Regions from separate parts of the Mus musculus genome. Here regions 2 and 3 are each linked to region 1. Evidence: chromatin contacts called from public Hi-C and promoter capture Hi-C data. All regions are on one chromosome and are shown on one strand. Each heading gives the region's core, a stretch centred on a gene start, on an enhancer-like site or on the middle of the called end of the contact. The rest is flanking DNA. Distances are from core to core; before and after follow the strand shown. Region 1 holds the start of Rinl (Ras and Rab interactor-like). Region 2 holds the start of Ryr1 (ryanodine receptor 1, skeletal muscle). Region 3 holds the start of Catsperg1 (cation channel sperm associated auxiliary subunit gamma 1).

Region 1 (3,061 bases), core at 408-2,907:
TCTTGTCTGCTCCATCCGCTAGTGGCCAAACCAGCCTGGGATGTACAGGTGCCGGGAGGTCAAGGGTCATAGTGGAAAGCTGGCTACTGGGGTGGGGGCATGGGGGATGGGTCCAAGGGTCAGGGATAGCCCAGGAACAAAAGGTCAAAGGTGGAGCTGGGGAGAGGGAATTGGGTAGGGGGATTTTGATCCAGAGCCAACTCTATAGCCTCACCTGTCCACTTCAGTAGGGGCTGCAGACACCATGTCCGGCTGGGCTAGCCTCATGCTGCCAGGCACCAGTGAGCCATGCTCTGGCCTCTGGCATGGAGGAAGACAAGACTCAAGGCTGCTCAGCTAGGGCGAGAGCTAATAGTTTAATTCTATTACATGTGACTCAGAGATCTTGCCTGAGCTCTTGAATGGACTGCAGAGGCCCACAGCTATGACTGGTTTTTTGTTTTTCGTTTTTTTTTTTTGTTTTTTGTTTGTTCTGTTCTTTCGAGACAGTTCAGACTAGCTTGGATTGCTCTGTAGTCAAGACTAGCCCCAGACTCATGGCAATCCTCCTGCTTCAAGCTCTCAGGCGTTGAGATAATAGGCTGCAGCACCATGCCTCACTGGGGTAGCAGTACCATTCTTTATTGCTGAGGGACAGACCACTCTGAGGACCCCAGGAGGAAGGCCCATGTATCTTGGGGTGGGGGAGAACAGTTCCAACAGGAATTAAGAGAGTGGAAGGGGATAAGTTCTGGAAAAGCTTTTGGCTCGCTCCGTCTGCTACCCAGATGCAACATGACACCCATCTCTTCCCTTCCCAGATTTCAGAGGAGCCCTAACACACCCTCCCCCACATTTGTTTAAAAACTTGTTTTCTTTTTTGGAGACAGGGTCTCACTATGTTGATCTGGCTGTCCTGGAACTCTTGATATAGACTAGGCTGTCCCGGAACTTACAGAGATCCGCCTGCTTCTTTCTTCCGAGTGCTGGGATTAAAGGCATGCGCCACCACCGCCCAGCTTCCATTATTTGTCAAACATTCATTTTTCTTTCTTTTTTTGAGACAGGACCTTGTATAGCCCAGGCTTGTTTCATACTTGCTGTGTATTTCAGCAGAGGCTAGGTTCTTACTCTTCATCTTGGTGAACACTACACCCCAAGTGTTCACTAAGAGGGGATTGCCAACCCCAAGTGAACCCTTCCGGGTATTCCCCGCAGCAGTCTCAGGAGTAAGGCATGTGGGGCTGGAGAGACCATCCAGCTGTTTCCCATCATCTATCCATCCTCCACCATCTCACCCCCATCTTTCTGCCTGAATTCCTGGCCCAGCATTTAGGTGACCTGCTGGCCTAGGAAAAGGTCTGATAAGCAAGCTAGCCCTATTCTGAAGGCTCCATTTCTCTTAGGGCATTGTGTGCAAGCCAGATAATTATCAGCTACATAAATTACTGAGCTGCCAACTAGCAACTTCAGGTGTTGGGGTGGGGAGCACACCTCAGGGACAGGCAGGGAAGAAGGGTGAAGAGGGGGAGGCAGTGCTCCCTTGGGAGGAGATCCGGACATGGGTAGGGCTGGGCAGGGTTGGATGGAGGCAGCTGTGGGTGCAAATGGGACCAGATGTTTGGTCCCTGGGGGCCCTACCTGTTCCGAGGGGAGCCAGAGCAGCAGGAAGTGAAAGTGCTCTCTAGAGAGGAAGCCAGGAAGGCAGGGGAAGAGGCGGGGCTGGGGCATCTGAAATCACCTTCCTCTGTCTTTCCGGGGTCAGTATTAGGGGATCCACTTTGGAGGACTGAGCCTCTGGCAGGCTGAGAGCCAGGGTAAAAAGTCACCAGGCTACCCTCTCCAGGGGCATAGCTTGGTCCCAGTCACCATTACTCCTAAGATCCTGGAGCCATAGATGGTCTGGAGTCTTTATGGTCCAGCCTTCTCCCTTCCCCAGATGCCTTAAGTACCCACTAAAAGAAGCAGAGGCCACACAAGTCATGGTTAGTTGCTTTGTTTTGTTTTTTAATTTGTTTCTAATAAGCAAGGTCTCTTGCTCATCCACCAACAGCTGGCAAGTGGGTCCCCAGGAAAGGGAGCCTAGTACCCACTTTGTTGGAGGCAGAGAGTTGGCAGGCCTTCAGGCTCAGAGATCCCACAAGGCCCCACCCCCTTGGGTGAAGTTCTATTTGTAGAGTCCAGCCCCTATGCGGGGTAGGTTAATTTGATTTAGCCATAGGCCCCCTGAAAACAATAGAGAAATGCCTTATTCTGGCACTGTTAGGGGTTTTGGGGTAGCCTGTTGTCTGGGAATAATTAGAAGTTAGGGAAGGCTGCTTCTTGCCTGGGTGGTTAGAGGCTATGGTGGTTAGAGGCTATGGTGGTTAGAGGCTATGGTGGTTAGAGGCCCCAGCTACAGACTGCACAGGCCTCAGCCCCTAGGTATATTAGGCTTTTCTGGGATTGAGTTGGGGACCCTGATTTCAAGAACGTGGTTAAAGAACGAAGGGTCTTTGAGCTCACACAAGCTGCATGTTAAGAGGGCCCAGTGCTGGCCGGGCTCCGCTGTCCTGCGGGAGGTCATGGTTACTGTTACTGCTGTTCCTCTTTCTCTTTGGTCCTGGCCGCCTCCTTGGCAGGCGGTGGGGACTTTCCAGGGGAGATGGTAGTGCTGGGGTTGGGGGCCTGTGACCCTGACTGGGCATCTATGTTGGCATGCTCCCTCCGGACAAGGTCTTCCAGTTCCTTCTGTAGGGGGCAAAGTTGACGCAAGTCAGGTTACCGTAAACCCCATGGGCCTGGGCTCAGGGTGGGCTGGGGTGGCCCAGCTCCTCACCTTCCATCCGAGGAGGTCAGCGAGAGCCAGGCAGCCTTGATCACAGTCACCCAGCCAGGCCACGTCCCTGCAGGGTGAGCAGGAGTAAGAGAACAGGCTGAGGACCAGCCGGCCTTCTGTCTTCTCTCCCTCCTCACCCACCCTTCTCGAGCTGCTCACCCAGGCCCAGCCTCACCTGTAAGCCTTCTTGGAGTCAAAATCCATGCCACCTCCCAGGCCCATCATCATGCCCAGGAAGGGGTCCGTCTGTGGGGAGAAGACAGC
Region 2 (3,052 bases), core at 166-2,665, 340 kb before region 1:
GGGTAAGAGACATCAGTCAGGACTACTTCAAAAGGCAGGTTTTAGCTGGGGGCTCGGGGGTGGGGTGGGGTGGGGTGGGGTGGGGTGGGGTGGGGTAGGGTGGGGTGGGGTGACGCATTTGTTTAACCTCAGTGCTGGGAGGCAGAGGCCTGGGATGTTTGCGAGTTCAAGGTCAGGCTGGTGTTTTCTCTCCCCCCTCCCACACCCATGCCCCTGCCCCCCAGTTTTGAGACAGGGTATCAGGTAGCACAGGCTGGCCTCCAGCTAGGGAGCTGAGGTTGACTTTGAGTTTCTGATCCTTTCTGCTTGCTGGAATTACAGACTCACATGGCCACTCCCAGTTTATGGATGGAACCCGGGGCTTTGTGACAGCTAGATAAACATTATATCGACTAGGGCATGCCTGCAGCCCTGTTTTTGTCTCTGTTTTGATACAGGGTCTTTTTTTTTTTTTTCTTCCTTTTCTTTATTTACATTTCAAAAATTTTCCCTGTTCCAGATCTCCCCTTCGGAAACCCTCTATCCCATCCCCCCTCCTCTTGCTTCTATGGGGGTGCTCCCCCATCCACCCTCCCACTCCTGTCTTCCCACCATAGCATTCTCCTATACTGGGGCATCCATTGAACACCCTTAGGCCCAAGTGCCACTCCTCCCACTGATGTGCAACAAGGCCATCCTCTGCCACATATGCGGCCGGAGCCATGGGTCCCTCCATGTGTATTCTTTTGTTGGTGGTCCAGTCCCCCGGAGTTCCAGGGGGTCTGGCTGGTTGACACTGAGATAGGCTCTTATTATGCGGTCCCAACTCCAGATTTACAATCCTCTTGCCTCAATCTCTTCAGAGCTTGGATGATAAGCCATACCACTCTGTCTGGTACTAAGTGATTTTTTTTTTAATGTTAGGGGATGTGGTGTGCATCCAAGCTACAACTGTGTGATTCTGCAGCAAGGGTGAAGCTCAGTTTAGCCATTAAGAAAGGGATGGAACTAGGCTGAGGGTGTAGCCCAATGGTAGAATGCTTGCCTGGCATGCAAGTGATCTAGGGTTTGAACCACGGCATTACATAAATCAGATGGGGCCAGAGGTTCAAGATCACTCTTGACTACATGTGGAGTTTAAGGCCATTCTGAAGTACATGACACTCGGAGGGGGAGGGGAAGGGGAGGGAGAGAGGAAGGGGTAAAGGGAGAGCCAGCCAAACAAATATATACATGATATCTCACTGTGACCATGGCCACTCAGCTACTTTCTAGACACCCAGTTCACTGGAGAGAACGAACACCTTCCACCAAGAGTTTGTGCTGTGGGCGGGGTTCTGAACAGGGGCGTAGCTTGTCCCATGCTTGCCCAATGGGTGTGCGGTGGGGCGGGGACCTTCTCTCATTGTGTCCCGCACAGGGCATGCTTCCTGCAGTTCCATCTCCCTCGCGGGTGCCTCTGGCTTCCCTAGAGGTCTCCGACCCCAGCCCGCCCTCAGGTTCCCCGCCAAGCCTGCAGCCCCCTCTCGCCATCCTCAGACCCTAGCCCGGGACACCCGGGGATTGCCATCATGGGTGATGGAGGAGGTGAAGGCGAGGACGAGGTCCAGTTTTTGCGGACGGTACGTTTTTGTCTGGGTCCGGAGGTCTTGGGTGATTTCTTGCTTACTTTTCTGAGAGTCTCTCTGTCTCTTCCCTGCTTGCTGGTGGTCTCTGAAATCCGAGGTCACTTTGTCTTTCCGTTTTTTCTCATCACCTTTTCGACCACGGAGAATTAGCAGGATTTAGGAGGACCGAGTGGGCAGGAGAGGGTGGGATCCTCAGACGCCCTCTCCTGACATAAGAGATTTGGGGTCATTGAGGAAGCACCCCGCCTCCTGCCGTTCTGGAAGCAGGCACTTGAGGAAGGTGGTTCTAATTCTTGGGCTTAATTTAGCTGTCCTCCACCGCCACCCCAGCCCTCATTCCCTTCTTGCTCCAGGCTCTGACCTATTTAAATTCTTGGGAAGGGGGCTGGGGTGGGCTGGACAACACCTTTCTTTTCAACTCCTAGTCTTTGGCCGTCTCCTTGGGGGTCTCTTGGAGCTTCAATGTACTTTTCCCCTCGGTTTTGGCGAGGAGGATTTAACTATGTCAGCTAATGGCCTCTGAGGGTACCTGGGTGATGAAGTCTTTCTCAGCTCCTTGGTATATCTTATGTCTGAGTCTCTGTCTCTTGGCCCTTGGCTTCAGCCTTCTGCGTGTGGCTGTCCCTCTGATCCTGTCTCTCTGAATCTCAGATCTCCAGCTGGGGGCAGGGATGGGACTTGGGACAACAGGTGTCTCTCCCAGAATAGCCCTCTTTTCTGGGCTCTGGGTAGGGGACAGGGAGGGGACAAGAGGGGGAGGGGCTGCCTTTTTCTTAGTCCTTCCCACCATATCCTCCCATGGGCTGAGATGGGGGTTGGATATGGGAGATGGTCTCTGTTGGGGCCAGGTCTGCTGACCCTGCACTCTCTCCCCCCCAACCCCCCACCCCCGAGGTCCTGGGTCCACACAGAAATGCTGACGCAGCATTCCTGACCCAGAATAGGACCCTGGTAGGCTGGGTCCGGTTTCTTGGGAGGGAGGAACAAACAGCTGGGGCTGGTAATGAAGGATGGGGACAGCTGGACTGTGAAGCCACTGGAGGAGGGCCTCTCCCCAGCCCCAGCCCCTTAGCCTACACCATGGCTTTCCATTGCCCTAGTAAGCCAATGGCTGTGGCTCCCAGCTGCTGAGCAGTCACTGCACCAGGCCCCGTGCCCAGGGCCTCAGCCTCCTGAGGTGTCTAATTATATTCTCATTGCCCTATCTTCTGAGGTAGGGCCCTATCTTTATCTCCCAGGGAGATTTGAGGGAAACCAAGCCCCATGTGGTAGACTTGCCCAAGGTCAAGGCCAGGAAGTGGCCTCCCTGAGTGCCCTGGGAGGCCAAGGTTTGCTTTCAAAAGAGGAAATCTGGACCAGGCTTGCTAGGGTAGCCAGTGTCAGGGGGTCAAAGGCCCCAGGATGGGTCTGCTTGCCTCAATGTTACTGGGGTTGTGTGGTACTTT
Region 3 (3,053 bases), core at 191-2,690, 420 kb before region 1:
TTTGAACTATTGCAACACTCGGGGCCTGAATCAGGACCAGGGGCGTGGCCAAGAGAGGAGACAGAGCAAGGATTGGAACTACTGCAACACTTGGGGCCTGAACCAGTACCAGGGGCGTGGCCAAGAGAGGAGACTGAGCGAGGATTTGAACTACTGCAACACTCGGTGCCTGAATCAGGACCAGGGGCGTAGCCAAGAGAGGAGACTGAGCAAGGATTCGAACTACTGCAACACGTGGGGCCTGAACCAGGACCAGGGACATGGCCAAGAGAAGAAACAGACCGAGGATTTGAACTACTGCAACACTCGGGACCTGAGTCAGGGCCAGGGGCGTGGTCAAGAGAGGAGACGAAGCGAGGATCCGAACCACCGCGACACTCGGGGTCTGAGCCAGGACCAGGGGCGTGGCCAAGAGAGGAGACAGAGTGAGGATTTGAACTACTGCAACACTCAGGGCCTGAACCAGGACCGGGGGCGTGGCCAAGAGAGAAGACAGAGTGAGCATTTGAACTACTGCAACACTTGGAGCCTGAACCAGGACCAGGGTCGTGGCCAAGAGAGAAGGCAGAGTGAAGATCCGCTCTACCGCGACACTCCAGACCGGAGCCAGGACCAGGGGCGTGGCCAGAAGAGAAAGCAGAGCCAGGATCTGATTTCCAGAACGACTCAGACCTTGAGCCAAGGCAAAGAGCCTAGCGAGTTCGGAGGTGTGGGCGAGGATTCACGAAAGGACAAGAAGACTCTAAGCCGGTTCCTGAGCAGGGCAGGAGCGAAAAGAAAGGGGCGTGGCGAAGAGCAGTGTGTGGGCGGGGAACCTTTTGAGGGCGGAGCCAAGTCCCCTGAGGGGCACAGTGGTAAGGAAAACAGGAAGTGCTCTGGCAAGGCAAGAAAAAAAAAGAGGGACTTGGCGAAGAGTAGGTTAGGAGTTCCAAGAACGGGAACAGAAAAGAGCAAAGCCAGGGCAAAGAGAGAGAGAGTAACTAGGAAGCAGGGTGAAAAGAGCCGCAGGGGTAGGGACAGTAGTAAGAGCAGGGGCGGGGCGAGGAGTATTAGTAGGGGAGGGGCGAGGAGTATTAGTAGGGGAGGGGCGAGGAGTATTAGTAGGGGAGGGGCCGGGAGAAAGAGCAGGGGCGGGGCAAGGAGTGTTAGTAGGGGAGGGGCCGAGAGTAGGAGCAGGGGCGGGGCGAGGAGTATTAGTAGGGGAGGGGCCGAGAGTAGGAGCAGGGGCGGGGCGAGGAGTATTAGTAGGGGAGGAGCTGGGAGTAAGGGCGTGGCAAGGCCTAAGAGCAGGGCCCGGGCAGAGAGTAAGGGGCCCCAAAGCCTGATCAAAGGTGGAGCTAGGAAGAAGAGTGGGAAAAGGGGCAGGAACTGAGCGGTTTCCTAGAGATCAGCCTCAGCTAGCCAACTTGCAAGTGGGTGTTAATCCCCACGTTCTCCAGGTTCTAGCTACATGGTGTCCCGGCCAGCCATGTCCCCGGTCAGCCCTGTGTGGCCGAGAAAACCAAACCTTTGGGCATTCTGGGTACTGCGGCTAGTGCTATTGCTGTCGTTGAAGTCGTGGGCGGAAGATACCTTACAGCATTGCACCTGGCTTCTTGTCCTGAACAAGTTCGAGAAGGTAGGCTTGCATCTCTCCAAGGATCGATTTCAAGATCATGAGCCCATCGATACAGTGGCCAAGGTGTTCCAAAAGTTGACAGACTCGCCAATCGATCCGTCAGAGGTGAGGGAAGTGAGATCAAGAGTATCAAAGAGATTTGGGGTCAGTAAATAGAGAGATCTCGAGTCAGTACACCAAGTGACTAGGTATTTCCTCCACCTTTCTTTACAGAACTATTTGAGCTTTCCTTACTACTTGCAAATCAACTTTTCCTGTCCGGGACAGGTAAGAGTTTACAGTATGAGTAGGCTGATTTCTGTAAGTCTCCAGTTTCCCATTTTCAGCAGTGTTTTTTCAATACAGTTTAATAGTAGTCTCCACCAACCCTGAAGGCATTAAAGATTCAGTCTCCCACTAGGTACAAGAACACAATAGGGACAAAAAGTGAGCACAGCACTCCCCCCCCCACGGGGCCCCATTTTAAAATTGAGATGTAGCTCTTATTTTGTTTAGGGGCCTAGGGACAGAATCCAAGGCTTTGTACATGCTACCACTGCTACCTGCTACCACCCTGTTCTCAGCCCCTAAAGGTGTCGTTCTAAAGTATACAGATCAGTACATTTTAGTGTATCTACAGAGTCAGGCAACCGTTTCAGCTCCATTCTGTCATTCCATGACAGAAAAACTGTGACCAAGGCAACTTATAAACCAAAAGTCCATGAGCAGCACAGTAGGGAACCCGGTGGGACCACCATGGCAGGTACTTCCATCCACAAGCAGGAGGCAGAGAAAGCGAACTAGGAATGGTGCAGACCTCAAGGCCTAACACCCCTGGTGACACATCTTCTCCATGAAGGCCATATGTAATCCTATTCAGTCAGACCCACAGCTAAGGACCAAGCATTCAAACATAGGAGCCTGGGGTGTTCAAACAGTACCTCACTTAAGCAATCACACTAACCTCATTATCTTTCTCCGGAACGTTCCTATTATCCTCCAATAAGAACCCTGTGTCTGGGCCGGGCGTGGTGGCGCACGCCTTTAATCCCAGCACTCGGGAGGCAGAGGCAGGCGGATTTCTGAGTTCGAGGCCAGCCTGGTCTACAAAGTGAGTGCCAGGACAGCCAGGGCTATACAGAGAAACCCTGTCTGGAAAAACCAAAAAAAAAAAAAAAAAAAAAAAAGAACCCTGTGTCTAATAGTAGTTATTCTCTCTTTTAAAAAAAAAGCATTCATCTTATTTTTAATAGGTCTATGCATGTGCATGCAGTTGCCTGTGGAGGTCGGAAGAGGGTGATGAATTCCTGGGATTGGAGTTACAAGCTATTGTGGCTTGACATAGATGCTGGCAATCATGCTTTGGTCATCTAGAAGAACAGTTACACACTCTAACCATTGAGTCAGCCATCTCTCTGGCCCCACCCTCTTCCTTTCAGGATATAGGATAGTGTTA

What was found. Promoter capture Hi-C pulls out the DNA fragments that hold promoters and counts their contacts. A called contact is a pair of places that touch in the nucleus more often than the background predicts.
Region 2: a contact with region 1 is called in a promoter capture Hi-C map of liver, with 2.5 times the contacts expected there. The contact joins the promoter of Ryr1 here to the promoter of Rinl in region 1. A contact is called at or near these places in 5 of 39 promoter capture datasets (cranial neural crest, hippocampal neurons, liver and 1 more).
Region 3: a contact with region 1 is called in a Hi-C map of B cells, with 7 read pairs. The contact joins the promoter of Catsperg1 here to the promoter of Rinl in region 1. A contact is called at or near these places in 3 of 39 promoter capture datasets (hippocampal neurons, liver and pre-B cells), 1 of 484 Hi-C or Micro-C datasets (B cells) and 1 of 9 other capture datasets (pancreatic islet).

Annotation. Positions count from the first base shown.
Region 1 is chr7:28,787,565-28,790,625 of GRCm38.p6, reverse strand. Rinl (Ras and Rab interactor-like) reads right to left here and starts at 1,657. Exons shown (of 12, transcript NM_177158.5): 1 at 1,621-1,657; 2 at 215-300; 3 at 1-35. The coding sequence starts at 267. Sirt2 (sirtuin 2) reads right to left here. Exons shown (of 16, transcript NM_022432.4): 14 at 2,973-3,043; 15 at 2,798-2,864; 16 at 1,961-2,709. The coding sequence ends at 2,554.
Region 2 is chr7:29,123,514-29,126,565 of GRCm38.p6, reverse strand. It overlaps Ryr1 (ryanodine receptor 1, skeletal muscle), which reads left to right and starts at 1,415. Exons shown (of 106, transcript NM_009109.2): 1 at 1,415-1,601. The coding sequence starts at 1,551.
Region 3 is chr7:29,209,312-29,212,364 of GRCm38.p6, reverse strand. It overlaps Catsperg1 (cation channel sperm associated auxiliary subunit gamma 1), which reads left to right and starts at 1,440. Exons shown (of 28, transcript NM_001368407.1): 1 at 1,440-1,723; 2 at 1,832-1,885. The coding sequence starts at 1,451.